Regions from separate parts of the Dromaius novaehollandiae genome. Here region 2 is linked to region 1. The links are chromatin contacts, called in public Hi-C maps. All regions are on one chromosome and are shown on one strand. The core of a region is the stretch at or near the end of the contact, and the rest is flanking DNA. Distances in the headings are between cores, read along the strand shown.

Evidence for each region. A called contact is a pair of places that touch in the nucleus more often than the background predicts.
Region 2: a contact with region 1 is called in a Hi-C map of liver, with 10 times the contacts expected there. The contact joins the enhancer-like site here to the promoter of PKP2 in region 1. A contact is called at or near these places in 2 of 4 Hi-C or Micro-C datasets (brain and liver).

Annotation. Positions count from the first base shown.
Region 1 is chr1:62,545,089-62,548,743 of bDroNov1.hap1, forward strand. It overlaps PKP2 (plakophilin 2), which reads left to right and starts at 2,399. Exons shown (of 13, transcript XM_026119781.2): 1 at 2,399-2,804. The coding sequence starts at 2,591.
Region 2 is chr1:62,611,765-62,615,519 of bDroNov1.hap1, forward strand. No RefSeq gene overlaps it. Among named protein-coding and RNA genes, the nearest start is that of YARS2, 39 kb to the right of the region's middle. Within about 2 kb of position 1,672, at least 2 of the 2 cell types and tissues checked have open chromatin away from gene starts, as enhancers often do.

The DNA of each region.
Region 1 (3,655 bases), core at 1,149-3,648:
ATCTTATTTTCTTTGTGTAAGAAAATGTCTTATTTCATTTATATTTCAGATCTTGACTAAGCATTGTCAGAAATGCTGTGCAGGCAAAATTCTTTCTCCTCTCTACCCCAAACTTTCCAGTTAGTATTCCTAATTACAAGGAGGGAAATCTGTCTCAGAAATCTCATGAAAGAGCTTAAGGCCCAGAGCAAACTGCCATTCCTTTTGCCACAGACCTCACAAGCACACACAAACACACATACACACATTTGCAAGACAGTAACAATTCAGCATTTCTTCCAACACACTCAGTGCTAACGTGCTAAGACTTTGTAAACCTGTAGGTGTGTCAGTGGCATCTGAGGACACCCTCTACAAGAGTATTTTCTAAATCCTGAATCCATTTCAGATATATTTTGTGTGTGAAACCAGATTGGTTGCAACTATAAAGACTAATCAGAATTCATGTCTGTGCTGGAGTTCAGGAATGGAGGAGAGGGCAGGGAAGAGGAGGAGGGGAGGAAATGTTTCACATTTTTTAAACTATTTTCTAATCTCCTCAGCAATCCTCACTCACACATGCCTGTCCATTCTTGATGTCCAGAGACAATGTAGTATCTATTGTTTACTGGAAATGCTTTCGTGACTTATCTGTGGTTCAGTAAAAGGTTCTAGCATAGTTTCTAACATAGTTTACATTCCTGCCTAGCTGTGATGTGTCTTCCCCATTGTTTTCCCTGCCTTATCCTGCCCATCCTATGCTTCCACTTTTCTGTTACATTTTTCTGCCTGATCTTTGCAGTTTTACCACATACCTCCAGCTCCCTCCTTTCCACAAATCCCTGATCCTCTTTCCCAGCTGGTACCCCACAGCTTATCTCCAAGTTTTCTGTTCCCATGAGTAACCTTTCCTCCACGTTTATTAGGAAGAAGTGTGTCACTCTCCATCTCTTTTAATCACTGAAGCTATTTTCACATATATGCAGCCTCTCCTGTGATATGCCACATTACAGCAAAAGGGGATGACATTAGCCAGACCAAGGCACGGGAAAGGCCAGAGCTCCCTCCCCCTCCTAAAGAAAAACAGAAGATAGACAAAGAGTAAATCAGCACAGAACCAGAAGGATTCTGCTGCCACGACATGTCAGTAAGCAGGGTGCAATTCCCTAGAGTCCCGAGTTTTCAGGAAATAAAGAGAGTGCCCCAGTTTCTTACTTTACGGTATAACTTAAAACAAGGGTAGTCCCAGTCCCAGTTTTTCCCCAGGTTTCCTGGAACTACTCTGTGTTCTCACTGTCATGTCTAAAGTACTGTTAAGAGTAAGTTATAACAGCTCATTTTGAGTCCCACTGTCTCTCTGATATAACCACAAATTAGGTTGAAAGACATATGCATTTTTCACTTGCTTGTAAGACACATTAACTTCTCTATTAAAATACCTGTGTTTAGTTTGTCAGGGATTTTTTGGAACTGTGCTACCCTGGACCATCTTTTTCTAAAGTGAACATGAAAGTCTGCACTTTCCCACCCACAATACGCTGCAGGTTTCATTTTACTCCTCCTTCGTGTTTGTTTAAACATTAAGTCAAAGCTCTGTTCTGAGGTAATATGAGAACTTAAGTCTTCATCCTGCCCCCATTTACCAAGCTTTATTTCAATGCATAAGAGGCTATTTTATGACAGAAAACACATGCACAAACAGCTGCAGGAGCAGAACCAGTTGGGCTTTTTCAGCCTTTAATTGTGCAATTGCACTTTACAACTAAATCGAGAGAAGCAGCTTCAGTTCACCTCTCTCTGCAAACCCTCAACACGATGTGAAAACCTCAGACAGCATGATGGCCTCCCAAACCAGCAGCCCTGTGCCCACCTGCCCTCCACAATCCCACCTGGAGGAGTTTTATCTTCACAGCCAGGGAACACTGTCTTTAAAGCACAGTCTCACACCTTATGCTTTTAGGTCGAAAATTACATACACACATATGAAATGCAGCTACGTGTAAAATATATAAATATGCAAAATATACAACGTGATGCAAAAGATAATATAAACTGTATTAGGGCAAATGAATAAGAGTTATATGTTAAAAATGTGTATGTATATATGTGTGTGTGTGTGTGTATATATATATGTTTCTGTGGGGCATACGTGTGTGTGTGCGCGCGTGTGTGTGTGTAAACAGACACAGCAAATATCTTCTGCCTGGACTGTTTCTGTTCTTCGAAGCCCTCAGTGTCCCCGGCGGTGAGAGACAGACGCAGCAAAACTTCTTTGAGGGAGCCCCCACCCTAGTTGGGGCCCGGACCCACCCGGAGCGGGGCTGCCCCGCTCCCCCGCTGCCTGAGGCAGCCGCGCCGGGCCGGGCCGCGGGCCGAGGCCTTGGCGGGAAGCGGAGCGGGAGGAGAGGGGAGAGGAAGGGAGCGGGCGGCCCTGCCCTCGCCTCCCGCCGCGGCGGGGGAGGAGCGCGGTGTGGGCTGTGCCTGGCACCTGCGCGGCGGGCGGGGCCGAGCCCGGGGCCGCGCCGGGCGCCGCCCGTGCCTCCGCAGCCGAGCGCGGCGCTGAGCAGGCGGCGGCGCAACAGGTACCGCCGCGCCGCGACCGCCGGCGCCCATGGCGGCTCACGGCTCCGCCGCCGAGCAGGGCTACATCCGCACCGTGCTGGGCCAGCAGATCCTGGGGGAGCTGGACAGCTCCAGCCTGGCGCTGCCCTCCGACGCCAGGCTCAAGCTCACGGGCGGCCGAGCCGGCGAGGAAAAGACGCTGCGGCTGCACCGGCAGGTCCAGCAGACGCTGGCCAGGAAGAGCAGGGGATCGCTGGTGAACGGTGAGTGCCCGCCCGGCCCGGCCCGGCCCGGCCCGGCCCGGCCCGGCCCTGCCCTGCCGGCGGCTCCCCTGAGGCAGCTGCCGCCTCCGGCTCCCCTCCCTCCCCCATCCCCCCGGCCCGGGTGTCCCGCGGCTCCCAACGGCTCCCAACGGCTCCGGGGCTGCCGCAGCCGTTGGGTCGCGGACCCCCACACCCCCCCGCCACACATGCACACGCACAGCCATTTTTCTATCGGTTTTGGTGGGTTTGACCCCGGAGCGGAGCCAGCTGCTGCGTGAAGGCGGTGGTGGTGATCAGCCGCTACACAGCCGCTAGCCGGCAAGGTGGCTGCGGAGTTGGGACTTCTGAGTGCAAGCGGAGTTGTACGGGGATAGCCTCTTCGTGCCCCGCGGATGGCATGGGCCCGGGGAGAAAGAGCTTGCTGAATACCGGCTTCATACGAATCGTTTCCCTTCGCAACATCTGTAATAAAAACCTGAGCTGTATCACACGTTTTCCTTCTTTTTCCTTTCTGATTAAGCGAATGAGATGTTTCTTCTGCCCAGCCACTGCTGCCTGAGAGAAGAGTTGAGGCTAAATTCTCCCGATCCTGTAACAGTTTTAATGTGCTTATTTTAATAACTTAGTTTTACCCACTGGCCCTGTTTGCTAAAAAAAACGGAAAGAAATGTCGGAAATGGTTTTCCATATTTTACCGTGAAGTAGAAGAAAATGAACTAAAAGGAGGTTTGGCAAAATAGCCCCGGGAAAGACGTAAAAAGGAAACCGAGTGATAATGTTGCTAAACTCTTTATTTACCCTTTTCATTTACATGCGCAGTACAAATTGAAGTCAATTGCTTTTAAGCTCTT
Region 2 (3,755 bases), core at 422-2,921, 66 kb after region 1:
CCCCCAAGCTAATTTAATACAGTTTTGTGAACAAAGCATCTGCTTTATTTCTCAAAGCAAATGAGTTTAAATTTTTTTACAGAGGGAATTACATTAACCTTTCTAATTATTTTTCTCCTGAGAAAGCACTTCCAGAGTTCTCCTGACAAAATATATTTCACTGCTTAAGTAGATTTACCACCGATAATTAAAACCAAAATGGAGCAAACACAGATATGGTTGTGTAAAAAAGGCAATCTTCTGAACAGCAAAACTGTGAATGCTAAATGCAGCCTTAGAGTTGCATGTAGCTACAGCTGATAACGAATGCCATCCAACACAATATGTGTACTAGCTACAGATTAACCAAACTAACCAGACCCCTGGAAGTTAAGGTCTGACATCAGGAATGTGTTTAGTCCTCTCATTTAACAAAAATTCCTGTGTCTGCACTAAAATTCCTGTGTCTGCACTAAGAGAAGCTGCCTGATTTATTCCAGAGGAAGCCTGCCCATGCATTCCAGCGTGGCAGAGGATCCACACTTATCACCAGGACAATCTCAGGAACACCCATGGGATTTTTAAAAGACTGCACATAGCATGTGTGCCCTCCTCCTCCCTCCACCCCCCCAAATAGTACACAACTTGTGGGTCAGTCCACAGAACAATGAAGACACCAGACTAGAGTCTTCTTATGCTAAATACCAGCACGTAAATTGGGAACGCGGCATGTTCACAAGCGTAAGGTGAACTGAAGCGCCAGCGCAGTGAAGCACCCAGTGGCTGCTCCCTTTGAAGGGCTACAGAAATCAGAGAGGGCAAACTAGAAAGGGGCACCCTTCCTCCACCTCTGCCAATGGCATTCACATACCACTTGAATTTTTAGCTCAAATCTTCAAAGGGCAAAATCTTCTCCCGACGGTCATGCTGAACAGAAAAACAATAGAAAGTTGCTGATTTGATTCTGTTATAAAACACACAATTATTTTGGATTAGGCACAATTGTTTCAGCTTGGTAGAATTGTAGCCATCCATTTATATGCTGCACTCATATGAAAGACCAATTTATTTTGAGTAATAGCAAGTAATTCATCCTAACGTGTGTAATTAGAACTGAAATGTAACATCTGCCCAGGCTTCCTACCTAGGGAGAAGGGGAATTACAGGCTTATGAATTAATACTTTGTAGGAACTGCTTAATAACACCATTGGTAAAGATTAATCATCTATCACAGAGCAACAGATGAAGTAATATTAAACAACCAGACAAAAATCATGCTGCTCATCACGAAGGAAACCCATTATAAACACTGTGAAAATTGTACGTGCTGAAACTAAATTGATCCCTGATATAAATCCACTAGTTGGAGGGAAAAAAGGAAAAACATCAAAAACACATTTGGTTCTCTGTTTCTGCAGTCTTTTTAAGGACAGGCCAGCAGAACTGAGGGTGAAAAGATATGGCAGGGACCTTGGAGGAAGCAGAGGGCAGCATGAGGGGCAAGCTTGCTGCTGCACTGCTGTGTGTTGCTTTCCAGGCTGCTCTTCACGGATGCAAGTCGCTTGTGCTTTACATTAATCCTCAGCCGGAGAGTTTCCTTTGCCCTGGAAGCACCCAGCCCATGAGATGTTACTGCCTGCTGTTAAGCCAGCAGCCTGCGCAGAAGTGGTTGCTGTTTTTCAGAGCAGGGAGACTTGCCTGGGTGCAGTGAGACACCCTCTGGCAGGCAGCTGAAGCTCTGCCGGAGAAAGGCACAAAGCACCCCAGGAGCAAAAGTTTCCTGCATATGTGTGTGTAGGGGGAGGGAAGAACAGTATTTAATAGCATAAACCAGATTTTGGGAGGCAGGGGACAGAATTTTCAAGTCACCTTTAGCAGGGGAAGAGGTCACTGGAGCCTGGGGTCACCTGCAGGAGGGGCATGGGAGATGGGAGACCACAGACCAGGGTACCCCAGAGGGCACAGGGAGAAGCATGAACCCAGCAAGGGCTAGCCACATTTTTCCCTATGTGATGTTGTGTTGTTTCTTTCTTCCCTCAGCTCACTCCCTGTCTCTGCAGATGCCTCCCGCAGCACTCCTCCAGCCAGGTGGCCATGCATCAGCAGGTGTGAGGGGTAGAGACATACGTGCTGGTTCCCCAGCAGACCTCAAGCATCCTCTGGCTGAAGCAGCTGCTGCTCAGGAGCTCCATGCTTCCACTCCATCAGCAATTGCCACACACTGGGTGGTGAGGACCATCTATCGGTGCGGCCACACTGTCGCCGAGAGGGGACAGAAACCTTCTGCAGAAGGGAGGACAAGTGCAGCAGGAACCATACTGCTTCTCACAACACCTGCTTGTTTTTCCACAACACTTACCAATGGTAAGGCAAAATTACCAGTCCCATTTCTGACTCCCAAAGCCCCAGCCTTTGGTAGAAGGGACTGAGATGGCTGGTTTGCAGCACATCTTCATCCTTTCCATGCTCCTTTGATCCACAGGAAGGACCATAGCTGTGGTGCTGCATGTGCGCGCGCGCGCACACACACACACACACACATACACACACACACACACACACACTCCCTTACTCCTTAGCTGCACAGCTGGATAGCAGGACAAATGGAGAGGAAAAAAGAGATTGACTAGAAAGACAGACCACAGCCCACCACACTGTCAGCAGGTCACATATGACAGACCATGATGGGAGAGGATTAGGGTAACCACATCCTACCATCGCAGAGCACAGCTGCCCCCAGCTGTGGGTGCCTACAGCAAGCCGTGAGGGGCTTTCAGCTGGATCAGCTTGACATACTAGAGATACAGCCATCACTTGAGCACCAGCAAGCATAATAGGATTGCTTCAGGGCTCCCAGATCTATATAGCTCTTGCTTTTCATATATTATTGTTACCTGTGCTAGCCAGAGTAAACAAAGTTTTCATTTCACTGGGAAAACCCTCTGATCCCCAAGCCTATTTCCACCCCAGTATACTGAAGATGAATGACCGCAGAGTCAAAACCAAAGGTGATGTCATGTCATGCTCATAAATGCCATTGACTAAAACTGGTTTTGTGTTTGATTTGTAACTGTGTCTTCACTTGTAGGTCATCACTGATTTTTTTTCAGAACATTTGCACATTGCAGCAATGATCCTGTGGGTAAGCAGTTAAAGATACAAGGATTGTGCTATTGTGTATCAATCAGTAAACAAAAATAATAAAACATCTGAAGGGAAGGTACTGACATAGAAGTCTCTTTGTAATCTGAAAAGAGCAACTGGAATACAAATGAAAGCAGAAAGTCTTTCAACTGTGTTAAAGTACAGTCGTGTGAAAAAACACAGCCTGCAAAACATGGTAACTTACTCACTTCAAATAAAATAAATGAAGCAGAAAACTCTTCTATATTGTGTACTACAGGGCAGTCAGGCACAATTCTTGGCTAATGACTGCCTACATTTCTAAGTACATATTTTCTCCCAGTAGCTGCTGCATAATATCTTAAGCTGGTGTCTCACTGAAGCCTTTGCTGATTTATAGTCTAATAATTATGATTACATTTAATGAGAAGATTTACATTTACCTTTGAGTGGCTGTATTTGGATCCTTTTTATCCTGATCATTTATCAATGTATTCTTTGATGCTGTTTTGTTATCCATCATGCAAACCAACAGTAAAATTTGCTTTCCAGAGCAAAGCAGGGGGTCATCTTTATTTAGTCTGAGACACAACTTACTTTACTTTAACTAGGCAGCTAGTCAAGGAATATCAGAGAACAGAAAGGTTTCCCT